Regions from separate parts of the Sus scrofa genome. Here region 1 is linked to region 2. The links are chromatin contacts, called in public Hi-C maps. All regions are on one chromosome and are shown on one strand. The core of a region is the stretch at or near the end of the contact, and the rest is flanking DNA. Distances in the headings are between cores, read along the strand shown. Region 1 holds the start of MRPL38 (39S ribosomal protein L38, mitochondrial). Region 2 holds the start of ACOX1 (acyl-CoA oxidase 1, palmitoyl).

What was found. A called contact is a pair of places that touch in the nucleus more often than the background predicts.
Region 1: a Hi-C map of liver shows a contact between it and region 2, with 4 times the contacts expected there. The contact joins the promoter of MRPL38 here to the promoter of ACOX1 in region 2. A contact is called at or near these places in 2 of 5 promoter capture datasets (fetal liver and liver), 12 of 47 Hi-C or Micro-C datasets (alveolar macrophages, embryonic fibroblasts, fetal heart ventricle and 6 more) and 2 of 2 datasets of contacts at active chromatin or transcription factors (alveolar macrophages and skeletal muscle).

Annotation. Positions count from the first base shown.
Region 1 is chr12:5,512,966-5,518,129 of Sscrofa11.1, forward strand. MRPL38 (39S ribosomal protein L38, mitochondrial) reads left to right here and starts at 1,455. Exons shown (of 9, transcript XM_003131188.4): 1 at 1,455-1,725; 2 at 1,842-2,021; 3 at 4,475-4,609; 4 at 4,687-4,895. The coding sequence starts at 1,659.
Region 2 is chr12:5,448,872-5,453,708 of Sscrofa11.1, forward strand. ACOX1 (acyl-CoA oxidase 1, palmitoyl) reads left to right here and starts at 2,403. Exons shown (of 14, transcript NM_001101028.1): 1 at 2,403-2,531; 2 at 2,818-2,977. The coding sequence starts at 2,423. It overlaps TEN1 (CST complex subunit TEN1), which reads right to left and starts at 2,269. Exons shown (of 4, transcript XM_003131187.4): 1 at 2,004-2,269.

The DNA of each region.
Region 1 (5,164 bases), core at 205-2,704, 63 kb after region 2:
GGTCACAAGGCAATGATTAACCCCAGCTTCTTTGTTCGTCCCTTAAAAAAAATTTAAAAAAAAACGCAGTTCTCGATGGTAACAAACCCAACTAGAATCCACGAGAACATGGGTTAAATCCCTGGCCTTGTTCAGGGGGTTAAGGATCTGCGTTGCTGTGGCTGTGGTATAGGCTACCAGCTGTAGCTCTGATCTGACCCCTAGCCTGGGAACCTCCATATGCCCCTGGTGCAGCCCTAAAAAACAATAATAACTCAAAGCAAGGTGAGGGAGTTCCCTAGTAGTTAGGACTTGGCACTTCCATGGCTATGGCCCGGGTTCCATCCCTGGTTTGGGAACTGAGATCCCACATCAAGCTGCTGCACATGGTGGTCAAAAAAAAAAAAAGTTAAAGTGAATCTGAGGCTTGTCTTCCACTCCCTTGCTCGGTGTGACAATACTTTTACCTTGTTGCAAACCCACCATCAGAGTTTGGCTTTTGGCACCTTGGGCACATGAGCCCTTGCCTGCTTACAAAGAATTGGGTTGAGTTCCAGGACAGAGGGGCCAGAGCAGAAGTGGGGCCAGATCACCTGGGGTATCAAGTTTTATCTTGTTAGAACTGGATCAGGAGAGCCATGCAGCTCTGAAACGATTTAGGCAGAAACACTGTCTTGACCAGGTCACTTCTGTGTGGATGATAGAAACGCAGGATCCAAGCCACATCTGTGACCTATACCACAGCTCGCGGCAATGCCGGATCCTTAATCCACTGAGCGAGGCCAGGGATTGAACCCACAACCTCGTGGTTCCTGGTCAGATTTGTTTCCGCTGGGCCACGACAGGAACTCCTCTTTCTTTTCTTTTTAAGGCCACACCTGTGGCATACGGGTTTCCCCGAGAGGGGATAGAATAGGAGCTTCAACTGCCAGCCTACACCACAGCCACAGCCACACCACCAGCCCCATCTGGGACCTAAGCCTCTGCAGCACGTGGCAAGGCCGGATCCTTAACCCACTGAGTGAGGCCAGGGTTTGAACCCACATCCTCATGGATACTAGTAGGGTTCTTAACCCACTAAGCCACAATGGGAACTCCCCATCTACCCCCTTTAAACCACACTAGGAGGGAAACACTGTTAGCACTCGCATTTTTTTTCCAAACGAGGTCACACACAATCTGGGATTTGAACCCAAGCAGGCGGACTCCTGAATGCATCCTCGCACCTCCTCCTGCCTGTGCTGCCACACCAACTGGGAGCTCAGGATGCCGCCGCCTTTAAGGATGGGTGACCCTTATGAGCAGGACCCAGGGCCCCACAGAGCGCCAACCTCTCGAGTGGAGGCGGAAGCCCGCCGACGGCCCCAAGTCTGTACCTCCCCCTGGTGGCAGGCTGCGAGCCGGGGGCCCACACCGCTCGCAGCTCCGCCCCGCCGCCCACCGGGCACTTCCGGAGGCCGCCCGCCCTGGGCGACGGCCAGCTCTGGCCTGGAGGCAGGAGCTCGTGGATTCCGGGAAGGTCTTGGGGCTTGAGTGGGGGCGGGGCTTTAGGGCTCGGGGCGGGGCTTTAGGGCTCGGGGCGGGGCCTGCGCCGTGCGCTCAGGCGCGGCTCCGGCCACCTCTGCCGGGTCCTGCGGGCGGCGGCGGCGGCGGCGGCGGCGGCGGCGGCCTGAGCGAAGATGGCGGCGCCCTGGTGGCGAGCCGCGCTGTGCGCAAGTCGGCGGTGGCGGGGCTTCAGCACCTCAGGTGAGGGCTCTTGCAGGTCCCCGAAGAGCTGAACCCTGGGGCTTGAGCCCGCGTTCGCCTCCCGCCTCCGCGAGGCCGGCCCGGAGCCTGCCTGACGTCCCGCTCTCTGTCCGCAGCCGCCCTGAGCCGCCGGGCCGCTCCGCTGGGGCCGATGCCCAACGAGGACATCGATGTGAGCGACCTAGAGCGACTGAAGAAGTACCGCAGCTTCGACCGCTACCGGCGCCGGGCGGAGCAGGAGGCGCGGAAGCCGCATTGGTGGCGGACCTACCGGGAGCATTTCGGGGAGGAGTCAGGTGCGGGGAGGAGCTGGGCTGTGACCCCGCCTTCCGGGGACTCGGGGGAGGGGGCCTGCCCGCATTCCCGTCCGCACTGGGGTGGTTTAGTCCCTCCAGGATTTTTCACACCCTCTGGTCCTTGTATCTGGAAAATTCCCTTCCGTCAGAATGTGAGAGTTCCCCTTAGATATTTCTACTCCTAAAATGCTTTCCTGAGCAGCCCCCTCACCCCCCCACCCATTCCAGATTAGAGTGCCCTTCTGTGCACTCTTCGTGTAGTCCCGGCCACACATGACCGCCATGGATCTTGCACGCGCACAGTGCTTGGCACGTAGGTGTGCAATACTTTGCTGAATTAAACTAAAAGCCCTGGGCAAAATGACCCAGGATTCCTGCCTTTGAGGGACCTACACTTAGTGAGTGCATCCTTTTAGAAGGCATTTATGGGAGTTCCCCTTGTGGCCCAGGGGTAACGAACCCGACTAGTGTCCATGAAGACGCGGGTTCCATCCCTGGCCTCGCTCAGTGGGTAGGATCTGGTGTTGCTGTGAGCCGTGGTGTAGGCTGCAGCTGTAGCTCTGACTAGACCCCTAGCCTGGGAACTTGCATATGCCCTGGATTCAGTCCTACTGAAAAAAAAGCTAGGCATTTATGGGTGGAGTTTTAATGGTGTGGTTAAGGGCACACACATGGAATCTACAAAGTTGTTAAACAAAAATCAGCCTCTTGGGAGTGACTTTCCTGAGGCTGAATTTCCTCAGTTTACAATTTTAATAAAATGAATGATTATGCTGGAGTTCCCGCCTTGGTGCAGTGGGTTAAGAATCCGACAGCAGGAGTTCCCGTCGTGGCGCAGTGGTTAACGAATCCGACTAGGAACCATGAGGTTGCGGGTTCGATCCCTGCCCTTGCTCAGTGAGTTAACGATCCGGTGTTGCCGTGAGCTGTGGTGTAGGTTGCAGATGCGGCTCGGATCCCGAGTTGCTGTGGCTCTGGCGTAGGCCGGTGGCTACAGCTCCGATTCAATCCCTAGCCTGGGAACCTCCATATGCCGCTGGAGCGGCCCAAAGAAATAGCAAAAAGACAAAAAAAAAAAAGGTTAAGAATCCGACAGCAGCTGCTCAGGTTGCTGCTGAAGAACAGGTTCAATCCCTGGTCGCAGTGGGTTGAAGGCTCCAGCTGTTGGCTGGGATTCAGTCCCTGATTCAGGAACTTCCATATGCCGCTGGTTTGGCCTTAAAATAAAAAAACTTATATCTGTATATCTATATGACTGTGTGTCACAGATTTGCTGTGAGGATGAAAGGAAGCAGTTCATTGGAATTCTTAGACTAACGTCATTCTTGTTGAGAGTTCAATGTATGTTTCTTATTGTCTTTGTCTAATGTAAATGGGAAAACGTGTTGGATTGAAAGTTTTCTAGGGCCTTGTTATTCAGAGTGTGTTCTGAGACCAGCAGCATGGGCAGTACCTGGGAGCTTGGGAGAAATGCAGAGTCTCAAGCCCCATGCTCACCTGCTGATTCAGAATTTGATTATTTTGGTTTTTTTTTTTTTTTTTTTTTTGCTTTTTAGGGCCGCACCCACAGCATATGGAGGGTCCCAAGCTAGGGGTTCAATTGGAGCTACAGCTGCCAGCCTACACCACAGCCACAGCAACATCAGATGCAAGCCATGTCTATGACCTACACCACAGCTCATGGTAATGCCGGATCCTTAACCCACTGAGCAAGGGTATTGAACCCCCATCCACATGGATACTAGTCAGGTTCTTAACCCACTGAGCCACAGCAGGAACTCCTGCATTTGTTTTTTATATGCTTTTCCATCATGATCTATCCAGACCTTCTTGTTTATCCATTCGCAATGTAATGCTTTGCTTCTGCTAACCCCAGACTCCCACCCAGTTCCTCCCATTCCTTACCCCCACCCCCTTGGCAACCACAAGTCTGTTCTTTTTATTTTCTTTTTAGGGCCGCACCCATGGCGAATGGAAGTTCCCAGGCTAGGGCTCGAATCAGAGCTATAGCCGCCAGCCTACGCCACAGCCACAGCAGTGCCGGATCCTTAGTCCACTGAGCGAGGCCAGGGATCAAACCTGCATCCTAGTTTGGGATACTAGTCAGATTCATTTCCGCTGAGCCACGATGGGAACTCCCACAAGTCTGTTCTTTATGTCTTTCTGTTTTGTAGATAGGTGCATTTGTACCCTATTTTAAATTCCCGTATATAAGTGATATCATGTGATATTTGTTTCTCTTTCTGATTTACTTCCTTTATGAGAATCTCTAGTTGCGTACGTATTGCTGCGAACGGCATTATTTCATTCCTTTTTCTGGCTGAGTAGTATTCCATTGTACCACATCTTAATCCATTCATTTGTCAGTGGCCATTTAGGTTGTTTCCATGTCCTGGCTACCGTGAATAGTGCCGCTCTGATCCCACTTTCTCCAACCCATCTTCTCTCCCCAGGTCCCAAAGACAGGGTGGACATTGGGCTGCCTCCACCCAAGGTCTCTCGGACCCAACAGCTGTTAGAGCGGAAACAGGCCCTCCGGGAGCTGCGGGCCAACGTGGAGGAGGAGCGAGCTGCTCGCCTCCAAACAGGTAAGCCTTCCCGGGGAGAGGGCCCTGGGTGTGTCCCCGCCCCCACCCTGCATCCCAACTGGCACCATTCCTTCCAGCCCGCATCCCACTGGAGGCCGTGCGGGCCGAGTGGGAGAGGACCTGTGGCCCCTACCACAAGCAGCGTCTGGCCGAGTACTGCGGCCTCTATCGAGACCTGTTCCACGGTGCCACCTTCGTGCCCCGAGTCCCCCTGCATGTGGCCTACGCCGTAGGTGAGGACGACTTGATGCCTGTGTATCATGGCAACGAGGTCACTCCAACAGAGGTAACTGCTGGCCCGTGCCCCTCCCTGCCCTGTGTGCACAGACACATCCCACCACGGGCCCACAGGCAACTCCGTTATGGAAGCGTTTATAGAGGCAGTGTTTGTGGTGGTTAAGGGCACAAGCATGGCATCTGTGTGGGCTGATCTGGGGCTTTTTTGTTCTCTGTTTCCTCTTTTTTTTTGTCTTTTAGGGCTGCACCCAAAGCATGTAGAGGTTTCCAGGCTAGGGGTTGAATCAGCTACAGCTGCCAGCCTCGCCACAGGCACAG
Region 2 (4,837 bases), core at 1,153-3,652:
CACTGAGAAGGGCCAGCTATGGAACCCACCTGCTCAAGAATACTAGTTGGGTTCGCTACCGCTGAGGTACAAGGAGAACTCCTTATCAATTTCTATAGATTAAGGAGTCCAAGAAGAACATAGTAACAGAGCCAGCTTTTTTGTTTGTTTGTCTTTTCTAGGGCCACACCCACTGCATATAGAGGTTCCCAGGCCAGGGGTCCAATCAGAGCTGTAACTGCCGGCCTATGCCAGAGCCACAGCAACACGGGATCCGAGCTGTGTCTGTCACCTACACCACAGCTCATGGCAATGCTGGATCCTTAACCTGCTGAGTGAGGCCAGGGATCAAACCCGAAACCTCATGGTTCCTAGTCGGATTCGTTAACCACTGAGCCACGACGAGAACTCCCAGAGCCAGCTTCTGACAAGAGGAAGACACGGTAGCCAAACAAATAGTTTAATGCCGGGGGTATTAACAACAACATCAGTTATCCATGACTTGCCCAGGTACATTGGAACCTGAGCCAAAAAGAACAATCGGTAATAATGTTTCTGTCTCTTTAAAATTTTGGTTTTTTAGGGCCGCACCTGCGGCATAGGGAGGTTCCCAGGCTAGGGGTCCAATCGGAGCTGTAGCTGTTGGCCTATGCCACAGCCACAGCAACTAGGGATCTGAGCCAAGTCTGGGACCTACACCACAGTTCACTGCAACAGACAACACCGGATCCTTAACCTGCTGAGCAAGGCCAGGGATCGATCCCGAGTCCTCATAGACACTAGTCTGGTTCACTAACTGCTGAGCCACGATGGGAACTCCAACTTTTTGTGTTTTATTCATCATAGATTTTCCTGCATTTTGACTTTTTTAAATGTCTTATTAAAATAACTACTAGTCTTTTTTTTTTTTTTTTTGTCTTTTTGCTATTTCTTGGGCCGCTCCCGCGGCGTATGGAGGTTCCCAGGCTAGGGGTCCAATCGGAGCTGTAGCCACTGGCCTACACCAGAGCCACAGCAACGCGGGATCTGAGCCTCATCTGCAATCTACACCACAGCTCACGGCAACGCCGGATCGTTAACCCGCTGAGCAAGGGCAGGGATCGAACCCGCAACCTCATGGTTCCTAGTCGGATTCGTTCACCACTGCGCCACGACGGGAACTCCTAACTACTAATCTTGATTCGTTTTTTGGTGCTCCCTTTTGTCTGAGGTGAATGCCTCACTCACCGTACTTATTGCCAGGACTGTTACTAAAAACTGATGCAATAAGGAACAGCTTGCAAGTGTACAGTTTTTAATTTATTTTTATTTATTTTTTAAAGGGCATTAGTTATGTTGTTACAAAGGTAGATGAAAGATACAGATGTGTAGTGTGCCATTACCTGATCACCCTGGCATGAAGTCAAAAAGTAACTAAAATAAGCAAATCATTCAATAGCATGTTAAGTATTTTACTGAGCAATTCTTTAGGGATCAAAATAAAAAACCACGACTGGTTGACAGTGGCTGTTTCTGAGGATAGGCAACTTGAGCTTTTCATTACAAATCCTCCTACACTAGTTCTTTGATGACGACGATAATTGTGAAACAGAAAAGTCTGGATTCCAAGACCTGTGAACACACAGTTCTAAGTCTCACTCCAAGTCCACACCCACCCAGAAACGGTGGGTGGGGGGAAGCACCTGCAATTCCACACCCAGCTCCTCGCAGCCCTTGCCTCCGGCAGCAAAGATACCATTATCTTAACAAAAGACAGCTGGAGCCTCTCCCCGGTGCAACTTTGGACCCCGTCTTTTCCTTTTTTCCTCCAACCTTGGATAGTTTCGCGGAATCCTACGACCTCCCCCAGCAACTGCGCAAGGCCCACAGGCGCATCGCCCGCAGCCCTAGAGGTTCCGGCCACCGGCGTTTCCGGGGAGGCCTTTAGCGGACGGACCCCGAAGCGGCGGGGCGGGCAGGTCCCAAGGCGCAGGCGCAGTCCTCCTCCGACGCGGTGCCCCGCCCCTTCCCCGCCCGTCGCTAACCTGTCAGGGCGTCGGGGGGGCTTCACGTTGCCTCTTTCCGCCCAGCGTGATCACGTGACGGGTGAGGGGTTAGGTTACCGAGAGCTCCCGGCTTGTCCCCCCTCTGCAGTTTCTCGACCTTCTTCCGGGCACCCCCTTGCCCGGGGGCCGCTCTGAGGCTCCTCTCGCCGAGAGGCAGGGACTCACCCGCCCCGAGGCTCTCACTGGCGCCTCCTCCGCCTCGGCCGCGGCAGTCACGCGGCGCGGGAGAAAGGGCGGGCCCGGGCGGGCGGAGGCGAGCGGGGGCGGGGACTCGCGCCGTCCTGGGCGGCCCTTAGGGCTGGCGCCGCGCTGGAGGTGCAGATAACCCGCTGGTGCTGCCCTCGCTGCTGCTGTCTCCGCCGCCTCCCCGACCTCCGCTGCCTCTGCTGGCTGTCACCATGAACCAGGACCTACAGAAGGAGCGAGCCGCCGCCAGCTTCAACCCGGAGCTGCTCACACACGTCCTGGACGGCAGTCCAGAGAATACCCGGCGCCGCCGAGAGATCGGTGAGGACGGCGGGCCGGGCCTCCCTCCCCGCCCTTCCCGGAGCAAAGCTTGAGACTCCCACCGGGAGGAGTCAGAGCGGCTGTGAGGCGTAGGCCGCAACCTCCGGCTCAGCTTTAGGGGAACCGGGAAACCCCCTCCCCACACTTTTAGAGATGCTTGTGGCGGGGGAATCGCCCATCCTGAGAGGGGATCTGTACCCGTAAGTCCGAAACCTGCTGTGATCCGGGGAGCTGTAACAGAGCCTTGAATCTGTGTTTCTCTTGATACCCTATCATTCTTTTCCAGAAAACATGATTCTGAGTGACCCAGACCTGCAGCATGAGGACCTGAACTTCCTCAGTCGAAGCCAGCGTTACGAGGTGGCTGTTAAGAAGAGCGCCACCACGGTGAAGAAGATAAGGGAGTTTGGCCTCGCAGACCCAGATGAAATCCTGTGGTTTAAAAAGTAGGTATGCGGAGCTTTCCCGTGGAGGATCCGAGGTAACTAACCCGACTAGTATCCCTGAGGATGCAGGTTGGACCCCTGGCCTCCCTGAGTGGGTTAAGGATCAGGAGTTGCAGTGAGCTGTTGCAGGTCTGCAGCTGCTGCTCGAATTTGACCTCTAGCCTGGGAACTTCCATATGCAGCTGGTGTGGCGCTAAAAAGACAAAAAAGACCCCCCCCCCCAAAAAAAGGTACGTGTGTCTTAGTTTACATCAAGTGCCCAAGCCCAAACTAAAGCCACAATCTGTGGTGTCCTTTTTCTCTTGTTTGGCGTTTGAAGACTCAAATTGGCATATTTTCACACCACTTTAAAGTTGTAAGTATGAGAAATAAGGTTTCCGCTTACATTTAAGCCTTTTCAGTGGATGACATTTGTACAAAGCTTATAATGGAGATGCTGTAATAGGATTTCAAGAATCATACAAATTCTGTCCACGTGTGTCAATTTTGAGTGATTTAAATGCAGAATGACTTTGCTGTTTGTAAGAAGGAGGCCTGCTGAATCTAGAAGCTAAATTGGGAAGGAATTTTTTTTCTCAGCTGCAAAGACCAAACATTTAAATATTTTAGAGCAATAACAGATTGTATTTTCACATGATAGTGTAGCTCTTGAGTTTAATAATGGAAAATAGGGATGGATGAAAAAGAACTTGAGTCAAACCTCAGAATGGATATAAGGATTCAGCATTTTTTAATCTGGTAACGGTGTTTAAATGGCTCTTATGTGAGTGAATAGACACCTCATAAAACATGCCTTGGTCCTACTCTTGAAAACTGACCTTTTTTCAGACCATCTGCTTTTGGTTGTGTTTTTTTCATTAGAAAGAAAACACAAACTTTTTTTTGTTTGTCTTTAAACAGTATAATTATAGGAACCTAGTACAAGATTCCTTTGGCCTATAACATCTCTTAACAGTTTTTGTTTGTTCCTGTTTTAGGTTCCTACATATTAGGTTTTAGGTTTCTACATTTTAGAACTCCACTATTTTCATCAATAAAGAGCAAATGAGGAGTTCCCGTTGTGGCCCAGCGGTAATGAACCTGACTAGGATCTGTGAGGACCTGGGTTTGATCCCTGGCCTTGATCAGTGGGTTAATGATCCGGCATTGCCATGAGCTGTGGTGTGGGTCATGGACAAGGCTCCGATCTGGCGTTGCTGTGGCTGTGGTGTAGACCAGCAGCTATAGCTCAACCCCTAGCCTGGGAACCTCCATACGCCTCAGGTGTGGCCCTAAAAAAAAGGCAAAGAGTAAATAATGTGAATGGTACTTATTTAAGAGCCAAGAAAAGTGGAACATGGTACAGGTTCTGCCTTTTTGTAGCAATAGTCATTATTCCTTTTTACTGCTGCCTTTAATACATTTGGTATCTAATTATTTTTAACTCCATCGGGTTATTATTTTCAAGAGGAAATGATTTACTTTGACCCTTAGGATCACACTCAGAACTCCTTTCCATTTTGGTTATAAAAACATGGTTAATTTATTTTCGATAGCCTAAATCAGAGTACTTAGCAACTTCCAAATGCTCTTTTTTTTTTTTTTTTTTTTTAATTTTTCAAGTTTGTAACCCCTGGCTGTGAGGCTATCGAGGTGGAATAACTCCTAGCTTCTGTTTCTGATTTACCTGAGTTGGGTTTGTCACCTCGTTAGTATGATTTAATTCTTCCCTTAAAACAGCACGGAAGAGGTGGTTGGGTTGGTTTGACTTTTGTATGGTGAATGCAGTGTGTTTCAGAGGGTGGTTGGAAGATTTTATAACCTTGGTGGTTCCTGATGTGTAACCAGACTCCAGTGAAGTCCCAACAGAACAAGGTCCTT